2 separate regions of the Rattus norvegicus genome follow, and region 1 is linked to region 2. Evidence: chromatin contacts called from public Hi-C data. All regions are on one chromosome and are shown on one strand. The core of a region is the stretch at or near the end of the contact, and the rest is flanking DNA. Distances in the headings are between cores, read along the strand shown.

Region 1 (5,540 bases), core at 1,823-4,322, 140 kb before region 2:
TTAAAAGGGAAAGAAAGAGATCGCATAGACTGTTGCTATTGGAACCCCAGCAGTAAACATTTTGCATGGTTATTCATGGAGACGCTGTCTCTAATTAACTGACTGTCTCTTGCATTGACAACACTCACTCTGAAGGCCAGGAGCTCCTCTCCTGATAAGACCAGAGGAATGTTAGACAGGAGAACTTGAGGGAGGAAGAAAGCCACTCTTGGCTGGCCCACATAAGAGTGTGTGCGCATGTGTGCATGCATGTGTTGATGCGTGTGTGTATGTGTTTCTGTGTGTTGTGTGTGTGTATTCATGTATGTGTGCGTATGTGTGCATGTGTGTATATATATGTGCCCGTGTTTATGCATGTTCATGTATGTGTGCATGAGTGCATATGTGCCTGTGTGTGTGCGTGTTCATGCATGTGTGTATATGTGTGCATGTGTGTATATGTGTGCATGTGTGTATATGTGTGCATGTGTGTATATGTGGCTGTGTACGAGTGTGCTGTGTTGGTGTGTCTACGAACATGACTACACACACTCTTGCCCAATACTGCCTTCACAACAGGTACCTCCCACACTCTAGGAAGAAAGTGTGAGTTGAAAATGGCTGTCTCTGAAGAGTAGTCTGATGATCGCCTCACCTTTTGGGTTCACAGTTAGCTTGGGCCTGAGAGTGCACATTGAGTGTGAGAACAAGGAATGGTTTCTGCCCTGGGGCAATACAACATCTAAGGAGCTGCAGCAGACACTGTGCCCTGTGGGTGGATGGGGGAACAGAACAGGGGAAACAGAAACTTTTCCTGTCTCTCATCTGCACAAGTCCAGGAATCGGGTGCCAGTGGGGATGGCGTGGACAGGAGGCTCTCAATTTATAATGAAGTAGATTTTTTTTAAGATCAGTAACATTTCCCAAAGGGAAATAAAGTTGCAAGTGCCAGTAATTCTGCTGGATCAATTGAAAAAAGCCAATGTAACTCTTTAGATGCAGGAAACAGTTACTGACAGTCTTGTCACTGTGTGTGTGTGTGTGTGTGTGTGTGTGTGTGTGTGTGTGTGTGTGTGTGTCTGTACTAACGTGCGTGCGCCCATGCGCGCTCTGAAACAATCTCTCATGGGACATCTCAGCGGGTGCTCTCCAATCTCCTGGTCAGCCAACAGTGCTCCCCAGTACCTACAGTGTTCCAGCAGGATGTAAGTGATGGGGAATTAAAAAAAAAGTTTCTGATTTTATTTCTAAGATTTATTTTGTTTTAATCATGCATATGTATGTGTGTGTGTGTCTCTGTGTTTATGTCCATGAAGGCAAGAAAAAAGGGTCTCAGGCCTGGAGCAGAAATGGCAGGCATTTGTGAGCCTCTAATGCGGGTGCTGGAAACTGATCTCAGGTTCCCCAGAAGAACAGTAGATGTGCCTAGCAGCTGAGCCATCTCTCCAGCCCCGAGTTCCTGTCTTTAAGGATCCCACCTGTTCCACTCCCCTCTAGTACCACCTTATAAATGTCAGGAGAGCAAAGGCTTCCTTCCCAACCTGTGTGGACCTGAGAGATGGGCCGAGGTTGGATCCCACAGGAGGAAGGGATGGAGATGGAGCTGTCGTTCTCCTGCATGTCAGAACTGGTCCTCTTGGTGCTGTTGGACTTCTGGCAACCCACCAACCGGAAGTGCAGAACAGGTAATCCCATAGCGTCTTTCACGTCTAATCTCCCAGAAAACACTAGAAGTTTTTGAAAGCTGTTAAGCATTATTAAAAGAGGAAAACCCACAGGCCCAGCATACACTGTGTTAATTTAAGGTTCATGACTCCATTACCCAGGACCTGTAGACAGAAAGAAGGCAGATCTAAGACACAGAAGAGTATCTTTTTAATGCCAGGTCATTGGGCTATGGAGTGTGCCAAATTATCTTGTAAATGGTAACATCAAGTATGCAACAGGGCAAGCCACCCCAGAGGTCACAGGAGAGGAAGATCCCAGGTCAGTAATACGCTCTACTATGTCCACTTAACACCTAGCGCAAGAAGAAAGGAAAGGAAGGGCCACTTCCTTAGGTGGGGTTTTAAGTGGGGAGGAGAGGCTACCTCCTCATTCCTGGTGTGTGGAATGCTTGTCTTCCTTCTCTTAGCCTCTCTCAATGATGAGGAACAGTTCAGATGGCCAGCCCTGGGGCAGGTAATTGTATGTGTCAACTTACTTAGGTCACAATATGCAGCTGTTTGATTTTTTATTCTAGATTTTTTTGAGAGGGTATATTAAGGGCAGGATTCATGAAAACCAGTGGAGGTTTGCCTAAAGCAGTTTTCTCTCTGTAATGGAAGTGGGCATCATCCAAGTAGTGGAAGTGAGTCCAAGGACAGTCTATGGCCAGAACACCAAACTCTTCCCAGTATGCCCCCTACCCTGCAGGTTTTAGATTTTACAACCATATGAGCCCCAACCTACACCCTAGCACCCACCAGCTACACCCCACCACCCACTCACTACCTCCACCCCACCTATATCCTACCGCCCACCATCTATCTCTGTACTTTTTTCTTTTGTGAGACAGGGCTGGAACTCATTGTTATAACCCAGGCTGCTCTTGAAGTCACAACAATCCTACTGCCTCAGCCTCCGGAGTGCTAACATTAGGTGTGAGCCACCATAGCCATTTCCTTTGATGCCCATTCCTCCTTACTTCTCCCTAAGTATCAGGATGACTCTGACCCATGCACCCTTTCAGCAGCCAAGGTGTTCAAGAGTCGGGTATTAAATTCAGACAGAGAGGGTGGGTACCCACTCTTTCATTGATACGTGACAGCAATGGGAACTCCTACCCAGGGACTCTTCCCTGGAGACCTAGGCACAGATGTCAGCTAAAATGAGACCAGAAGAGTTATCTGTCAGGCGGCTGGTTCAGAGAAACGTCCCTGGCAAATACGACAAATGTAATTTTTTGTTTTTCTTTTTAAACTTACTTTACATGTGTGTGTCTTGCCTGCCTGCATGTGTGTGTGCCATGTGTGATTCTGGATCCTGCCAAGGTCAGAAGAGAGTGTTGGATCTCCGGGAACTGAAGTTACAGATGGTTGTGAGTCACCATGTGGGAGCTGGGATGCAAACCAGAGTCCTCTGCAAGAGCAACAAGTGCTCTTACCCATGGGACTGTCTCCCATGTCCTATGTTTTCAAACCCACCTCTTTAGGCTAGCTCTTTTCTCTGTTATGTGTCCTGGAGCTTAGAATGAAAAGGAAAAGGAGCAGATAGTGGTTGGTCCTTAGTCCTGTAGTCGCCTAATGTAAGACTCATTTCCATGACTGAGAGGATTTAGGCTCAAAGAGGCTAGGGGGCATCTGGGCTCAGAAACACGTGGGCTACTTTGATTGCTTCCCCTCCACTGGTGCAGCGTATGGGCTGTCCCTCTACCCCCACACTGATGCTCTTAGCCCACGCTCCCATCGCCTGATTCCCCATCTCTCTCCCTTGCTGCCTGTGGTTTATTTGAGGTCAAGGCTGGGTTTGACTCACACCCTGGCACAGTAGTCAGCATTCAAGAAAATATTTGTGGAATGAGTAAATCGATGACCAGCACCCAGCCAACCTGGAATGAGAGAAAAGGCAGATCAGAGAGCTGAGAGCCTCCGGCAGAGTCAAAGCCAACTGTGGGGCAGTCAGCAAAGGAGGCCACGCAGCTAGTGGGTACTTTCCTGAACTCTCAGGCTTCTGTATGAACTCAGGGCCCGCCTCTATTAGAAGTAAACATTTTTAACTCCTCCACAGAGAGGCAGACAATCTTATTAAACACCCACATGTCAGATTTCAAATATTTACACATTATCTTGCCATGGAACATGTTTTCCACCAGCAGAACTAGTGAGACTCCATTCTAGTATGCACACCGTTGCCAGACCGAGCTCTCCAAAACCTGTGCACAAGCTGCTTGCTAGCACAGTGTCTGTCGACTTGCTGCTCGCGGCCACCGTGTTTCCGAGACTCTGATAGAAGCCCCTGGCCTTCTTTATAGATTTGCATGTGATTATAGGGGCAAGGGATTTTGCACATGCCCCACCCCCACCTCTGGCACGGTTCCTCTGTACCTCAGATAAACTATTCCCCTAGTTCCCTCTCCTCCCTCCCTTTCCGTTCTTTCCTTCCTGGCCCTGGGCAACCCTTTCCCCCACTCCTTTCCTGACTCTGCTCTTTTTCCCACACCTCAGACACACCTTGTGTATTCCCACCTTTGAACTTGAGAGTTGAGGTACTGAAGATCCTTTAAGGTGCCCTGGGGACAGGAGCAGGGTTCTCACAGCCCACGCACAGCCAGGGCAATAAAAGTTGAGGGAACAGCCACAACACGTTCTGCAGCACAGAGGCAGCCCCGCCCACCAGGAGCTCTGGGCAGCCACTGAGGCTTCTGACTTAATACTATGTCTTCACCTTACTCCCTAGGCCCTTCATGGCTCAGACTTCCACAAAGATTTGGTCCTAGGAGAGTGTTCATTATTTCTACCTATTTGCTTAATTACAACAACAACAACAACAACAACAACAACAACAACGACCCTCCCCACCCCCCAGGGTCTGGGATCGTGGCATAGTACGGAGGTGGCACGGCTAGCATGTACAAGGCTCTGGGTTCTTTCCCAGCATGGGGGGGGGAGGGTTAGGGGTGGGGTGGGGAGTGTATGCGCCACTCAGGTAGGCAGTGAGAGTGTAGCTAGAGTACTGCTTGGGAGTTTATCTTTCCTGTGCAGCAGTTACTTGTAGAGGATTCTCTTTAGGAGAGCCCTAGACAGACACACACACACACACACGCGCACGCACGCACGCATGCACGCACACACATGTCCCGGGTGTCTACTGGTAGGAGGTGACTGCTGGGGGATGGGGGACTGGTAGATAAAGGTGATACTCCAAGAAGGGAGAGAAATTCACAAACTGGTGGGGGCAGCATAAAAAGGCCTGTGACCACAAATAGATCCCAGAGTCCCCGAGGAGGTGGGGAGCTGGGAAAGCTTCAGAGGGTAGGATTTGAAGCACATTAGGAATGGGTCAAGACACCCAACCCTGGCCTGAGGGCTGGAGAACCCTGGGCAGTGTGGAGAGGTTGATCAAAAGGCTTCAAATTTAAGTAGCCCCTTGCTGCCACTCCCTGAACCAGCTCTTTGGGCTTTACTGAGCCTTAGTGGTCATACACTTCCTTGGGACACCAGATGAATCCTTTGCAACTTGTCCAGGGCTGAGTGCATCACCCTCTGACCTCCCAGCCCCTCACCCACTGCCCTGCTCCCTCAGCTCTGACACTGAGTCATGTCTCCCCTGCTGTCACCTGCTGCAGGGTTTCAGGGATGGCCGGATTTGTTTGGTTATCTTTTGTGTGTGCAGGTGTGTATTCCGATGTGGATCACATACTACACAGGTGTGCGTGTGAGTGTGTGTCTGTGTGTGTCTGCATGTGTGTGTGAGTCTGTGTCTCTGTGTGTGTGTGTCTGTGTGTTTGCATGTGTGTGCGCGCATGTGAGTGTGTGTCTGTGTGTGTGTCTGTGTGTGTCTGTGTGCTTGTGTGTGTGTCT
Region 2 (4,807 bases), core at 1,469-3,968:
CATACCTGTTTTGTGTACTGGGAAATGGAGGTTAGGTGACAGCAGGCATCTTGCTAGGAAATAGAAAAGCTGGGATGTAAACCTTAGCTCTGAAGCTAAGGCTCCTTTCTAATCACTGCAGTTTTCTGCCTGAGAGTTTATGGTTAAGACACTCAGCAGATGTTGGATGACTACTTAAAACAAAAAGAAAAGACACACAGCAGGCAGACACTGTTGGGCAACTACTTAATGATTCTCCCCTTCTCCCTCAAAGAGGACCTCTACTTTAAGGTGACTCATGATCAAGTTAATGGACTGTTAGTAAATACATTTCCTTTTGCCAGTGACTCTGGTCTAAGGTGTTGTGGCTCCATTTTTCCAACCACAGTGGCCACAAGCTAGGTAGGATTTTTCCCCATCATAAAATTTGGACTAACATTCCCTTACCCTTCTGTCTTGCTTCATATAATGACCCTTGAGGATGTGATGTCCGGAGCTGTGACAACCACCTTGTAGTTAACAGGTGTCAGGCTTGGAGACAAAAGTTCATATGGCTATGATGGCAAAGAGTAAACACAGAGAGCTCCAAACATTGAAAACAGAGATCTACCTGTACAGCTAGTCCTGAAACTACCACACTTAAGCTTTATGCTAAAGATGGAATAAATGACCTCGTGCTCTAAGTCACTATTTGTCAGATGTCGTGTTCTTGGCTGCCAAAGCCATTCCAAACAGATACAGTTTAGGCAGAGCACTGTGTCTCAGTCTCAGCAAAAATAGATGTGAAGGCCATCGAGTTTTCATACAGGAATTTATTAGCATTAAGTAGTTATTCATAAAACAATTTTTTTTTTAAATCTCAGATGTGGGTTGATCTGAATGACCCACATGATGCCTGTGATAAATATTTACCCCATTGGGTTCCAGATGCCGGGCTTCCTCTGCCGCCATCATGAGCCATCATGAGCGTGAAGGCCATCCGACTTCCAATCGACTTGGCCAGAGGGAGCCTCAGCAGGGTGGAGCGTGGCATTATAGAAATTTAGTTTCTCTCTTGGGTGACTGCTCAAGGACTGAAGGTTATAGTTTCCTGTTTGCCAATCTCTTCCTCAGGGTGTAAAGGTCCTTCTCTGCCTGGCAGGTCCCAAGCCTGCAGCTTCAGGGCTCCACTTCCCTTATGGTTTCTTGAGTCCCGCCTACATTTACTGTTTTTATTTCAATTCAACGGTGTGAAGGAGATCATTGCAGCTGTCTGAATCGTGGTCTAGTCTGCAGAGTTCCTTGGAGTTTAAAATGAGTGCTATCATTAAAGGGAGTCAGAATGCCCTGTCACAAAAGTGAGACAATATGCCTCAGCTCAGAGAAAACCCTTTCCTAGAAATACTGGACTGTTATTTGGATGAGGTAAAAAATTTTAGGAATAGAGGGCATTCCAAAGACGAGAAAGCATACGTTCAATAAAGAGAGGAAAAAGCTTAAGTGTTTCTGAAAAATTAGAGCTGGGAGAGATCTGAGGTCTCCTTTGTTCTCAGTCACTTCTTCTTCCAACCTCTTTACAGACAAACAATCATGAAGCAGAGAGCTGGCCAAGGACAAGCCAACAGTGTCAGGACTTAGATCTGCAGGCACTAGGTTATTTTTAAATCCATCTCCTTCCCTATTTCCTTAAACGAATCTCCTCGAGAGCAGGATCACCTTTTCTTCATTCTTGAGTTTAGTAGCTTGTGTAACTAATGATCTTCATTCTCAGCTTGTTTCAGACAGGCTGTCTAACTTGCCCGAGAACACACAGCATTCAAGCACAGAACTATATATTTACCCTCAACCGGACTCCGAATTCCTCACTTCATTCAAGAACATTCGTTGAACCAATTAACAAACCCAAACCCGTCGAATCCGTTTCAGCTACAACAGGCCCATTTAGTAGCTCCACCGCTCGAGGTAGCTGGACACTGGACGCCCAGGATCCAGGCAAAGCACTCCCTGGATCGCCATCCGGCTCCAGATCCGAGGCCCCGCCCACTGCCCAGCTGGGCACGCCCCACCATGGGGACCTGGGTCCTTTCTGCGTTTCCCTTGGCTCCAGCCCCTGGGCGGAGGGCCTCTCCCCGCTAGGCGACCTGTGCCCGCTCCCAGACCAACCCTCTCTCTTCCCTCCCCTTTCTCCCTCCCTCACAGTCTAAACTTCTTTTTTCCTCCCTCTCTAAACTTCAGTCATTCTAGTGCCCGCCTCCTCTACCCAGACCACCCAATCAGAAATCAGAATGTCCGTCAAGGCCCGCCCCCAGCCTGCCGGAACCCAATCCACGGCGCGGAGTCCAGAGCTGGGCGAGTCCTTCAGAGAAGGGCTGGTGACGGCAACGCGCCGGGCGCTGCGCTGCGGGAGGGGGCGGGGCCGGGCCGGCGAGGGAGGGGGAGGGGCCGAGCGGGGAGGAGGTTGCGGCGGGTTTGAAAGCGCCAGTTTCCTGGCAGCTGGGGCAGGCGTTGGTCTCGGCGCTCCGGCTCCGCAGCAGCCGCGCTCGAGCGGGCGACTAAGCTCGGTGCGCGCGTCCCGGACGGAGCCTCGGTTCCAGCTGCTCCCTCAGCTCCCGCCCCCTTGCCTCAGCCTTTCCCGCCGCGCGGGCGCCGAGACCCGGCCGTCGGCGCTGACCCCGCCCGGAGACCCCGTCGGCGCCGCCCGCGGGGCGCGCGCTCCCTCCGGCTCTCCTCGGCGGCCCGCGAGAGGGGCGGCTCGCGGCGGCGCGCGGCTAGCGGGCTGAGGCGGGAGGTCGGCGGCGGCGCCCCTCTGGCCGGGCTGTGCGCGGGGCCCGGAGCGGCACCGCGGCCGCCCGCGCGGGGGCTCCCCATGGTGCAGCGGAGGTCGGGATGTCGAAGACGTTGAAGAAGAAGAAGCATTGGCTCAGCAAGGTGCAGGAGTGTGCGGTGTCCTGGGCCGGGCCCCCGGGCGACTTGGGCGCTGAGATCCGCGGCGGCGCGGAGCGCGGCGAGTTCCCTTACCTGGGGCGGCTCCGTGACGAGCCTGGCGGCGGCGGAGGCACCTGCTGCGTGGTCTCGGGCAAGGCGCCCAGTCCTGGCGATGTGCTGTTGGAGGTGAACGGGACGCCCGTCAGTGGGCTCACCAACCGGGACACCCTGGCTGTCATCCGCCACTTCCGCGAGCCAATCCGTCTGAAGACCGTGAAGCCAGGTGTGCTGTCGGCTGGGGGATCCGGCTTGGGGACCCGAGTCCTGGTCCCGACTCCCCGGGGAGGAGGGGGGAGGGGGCGGCGCCGGGGTTTCCCATTTTGCGGCAGGTAAAACTGAGCTCCGGTGAACCGACAGCTAGCTGTGTAGGCTGTCAGGGAATTGCTACTAGGAGTTAGCTGGCTCTCCTAATCCAGCTCAGTCTCCCACGGCAGACAAGAGTTTCTATTTTTTTTTTTTCCTAGAGAAGGCCATCCCTTTTTTGCTCCCCCTTTGTGGAAAAGGTCCTATGATGGTATCTTTTCTTTGGAACGTATGTGTCTTATAACGGGGAGAAAAGGCTTTCCTATGGAGACTCAGCGCTGGATCGAGTGCTGAGGTTACCAACGAAAGCTTCAGGGAGGGCTCAGCTGGCCCAGTGCGTCGTGCACGACCGCAGACGTCTGGGAGCTGACAGTCCCACTCTTTGGGTCTAGGTGGCTCAGGTGTCTGAGTACCAATGAGGTACAATGTGCGGTATGAGGCAGTGGAACTGTTGTGTAGTCTGGGTTTGGAAGGAAGATCTAGGTACCCAGCCGAGCAAATGCCTTTGTAAAGCTTTCGAATCTACAGAATTTGTTGAAGCGCTGGGTAAAAAAAGAACCTTTGGTGCCCTGGTGTCTTTGATGCTCGTAAAATGTGCTGCAAAGCACGTTACGCTTATGGCATATTCCCTAGTTGGAAAGCATTGATCAGACTGCGCACAGTCTGGGCTGGTAGTATGTAGTAAGTTTTCTTACGAATTTGTAAGTGAGAACATTGTTGGTCCGTTCGGTATTGGAAGGATGTGGTTCTGGCTTCTGAGATGGTTGTAGACACAGGCATTGTGATTCATCATTGTTACTAGAAATCAAATTGTTTCTGCTGAACATAGATAGGGTACATCTAAGCATATGGGGCTGCCAAATTGTGACCTGGGCTAGATTTTGGTCTTCCCTTTCATTACAAAATGCTAGAAAATTCTAGAGAAATTTTAATATTCTCTCTGCCTCCCCCCTCTCTTTCTCATCCCCCTCTCCCCCCCTCCCTCTTCTTGTCTTCAGTTCACTTTAGGACTGTCTCTTTAGTAGTCCTTGAGCTAATTGCGACTGATGGTTTGATGCAGTATCCATGTGTTGTGGGTATGTAACATAATCTTACTAGCTTAAATGAAGGCACTTGTCATATAACCTATTCTGTGATACTGTTAAGATTTGTATGTTTGTGGGTTTTTCTTATTGTTAATCTTTAGAACTTTGTCAAACTGTAAACATCCTTTCTCTATGTTTGTGAGAATTGTAAGAGTTTTAACACTTAACTTCTAACCGTATTTGAAAGGATGGAGGGAAGACTTTGGGGGCTATAATTTGGCGTGTTGGTTACTGTTTATAACATTCAAAACACTATACAGACATTTATTATCCTAGGTATGGTTAGGCCATTGGTTCTCAATCTGTGGGTCTCGACCCCTTTGGGCGTTGTGTATCAGCTATCTTGCATATCAGATATTTACATTACGATTCATTGCAGTAGCAAAATTACAGTAATGAAGTAGCAATGAAATAATTTTATGTTGGGGGGGGGGTCACTGCAACACGAGGAACTGTATTAAAGGGTCCACAGCATT

Evidence for each region. A called contact is a pair of places that touch in the nucleus more often than the background predicts.
Region 1: a contact with region 2 is called in a Hi-C map of liver, with 3 times the contacts expected there. The contact joins the enhancer-like site here to the promoter of Magi3 in region 2. A contact is called at or near these places in 5 of 12 Hi-C or Micro-C datasets (the A7r5 cell line, the Rat2 cell line, kidney and 2 more).

What each region holds. Positions count from the first base shown.
Region 1 is chr2:194,541,368-194,546,907 of GRCr8, reverse strand. No RefSeq gene overlaps it. Among named protein-coding and RNA genes, the nearest start is that of Rplp0l1, 66 kb to the left of the region's middle. Within about 2 kb of position 3,072, at least 22 of the 93 cell types and tissues checked have an H3K27ac peak or open chromatin away from gene starts, as enhancers often do. A contact at or near this core is called in the A7r5 cell line, kidney and liver, where this site is marked.
Region 2 is chr2:194,403,058-194,407,864 of GRCr8, reverse strand. Magi3 (membrane associated guanylate kinase, WW and PDZ domain containing 3) reads left to right here and starts at 2,718. Exons shown (of 21, transcript NM_139084.3): 1 at 2,718-3,166. The coding sequence starts at 2,845.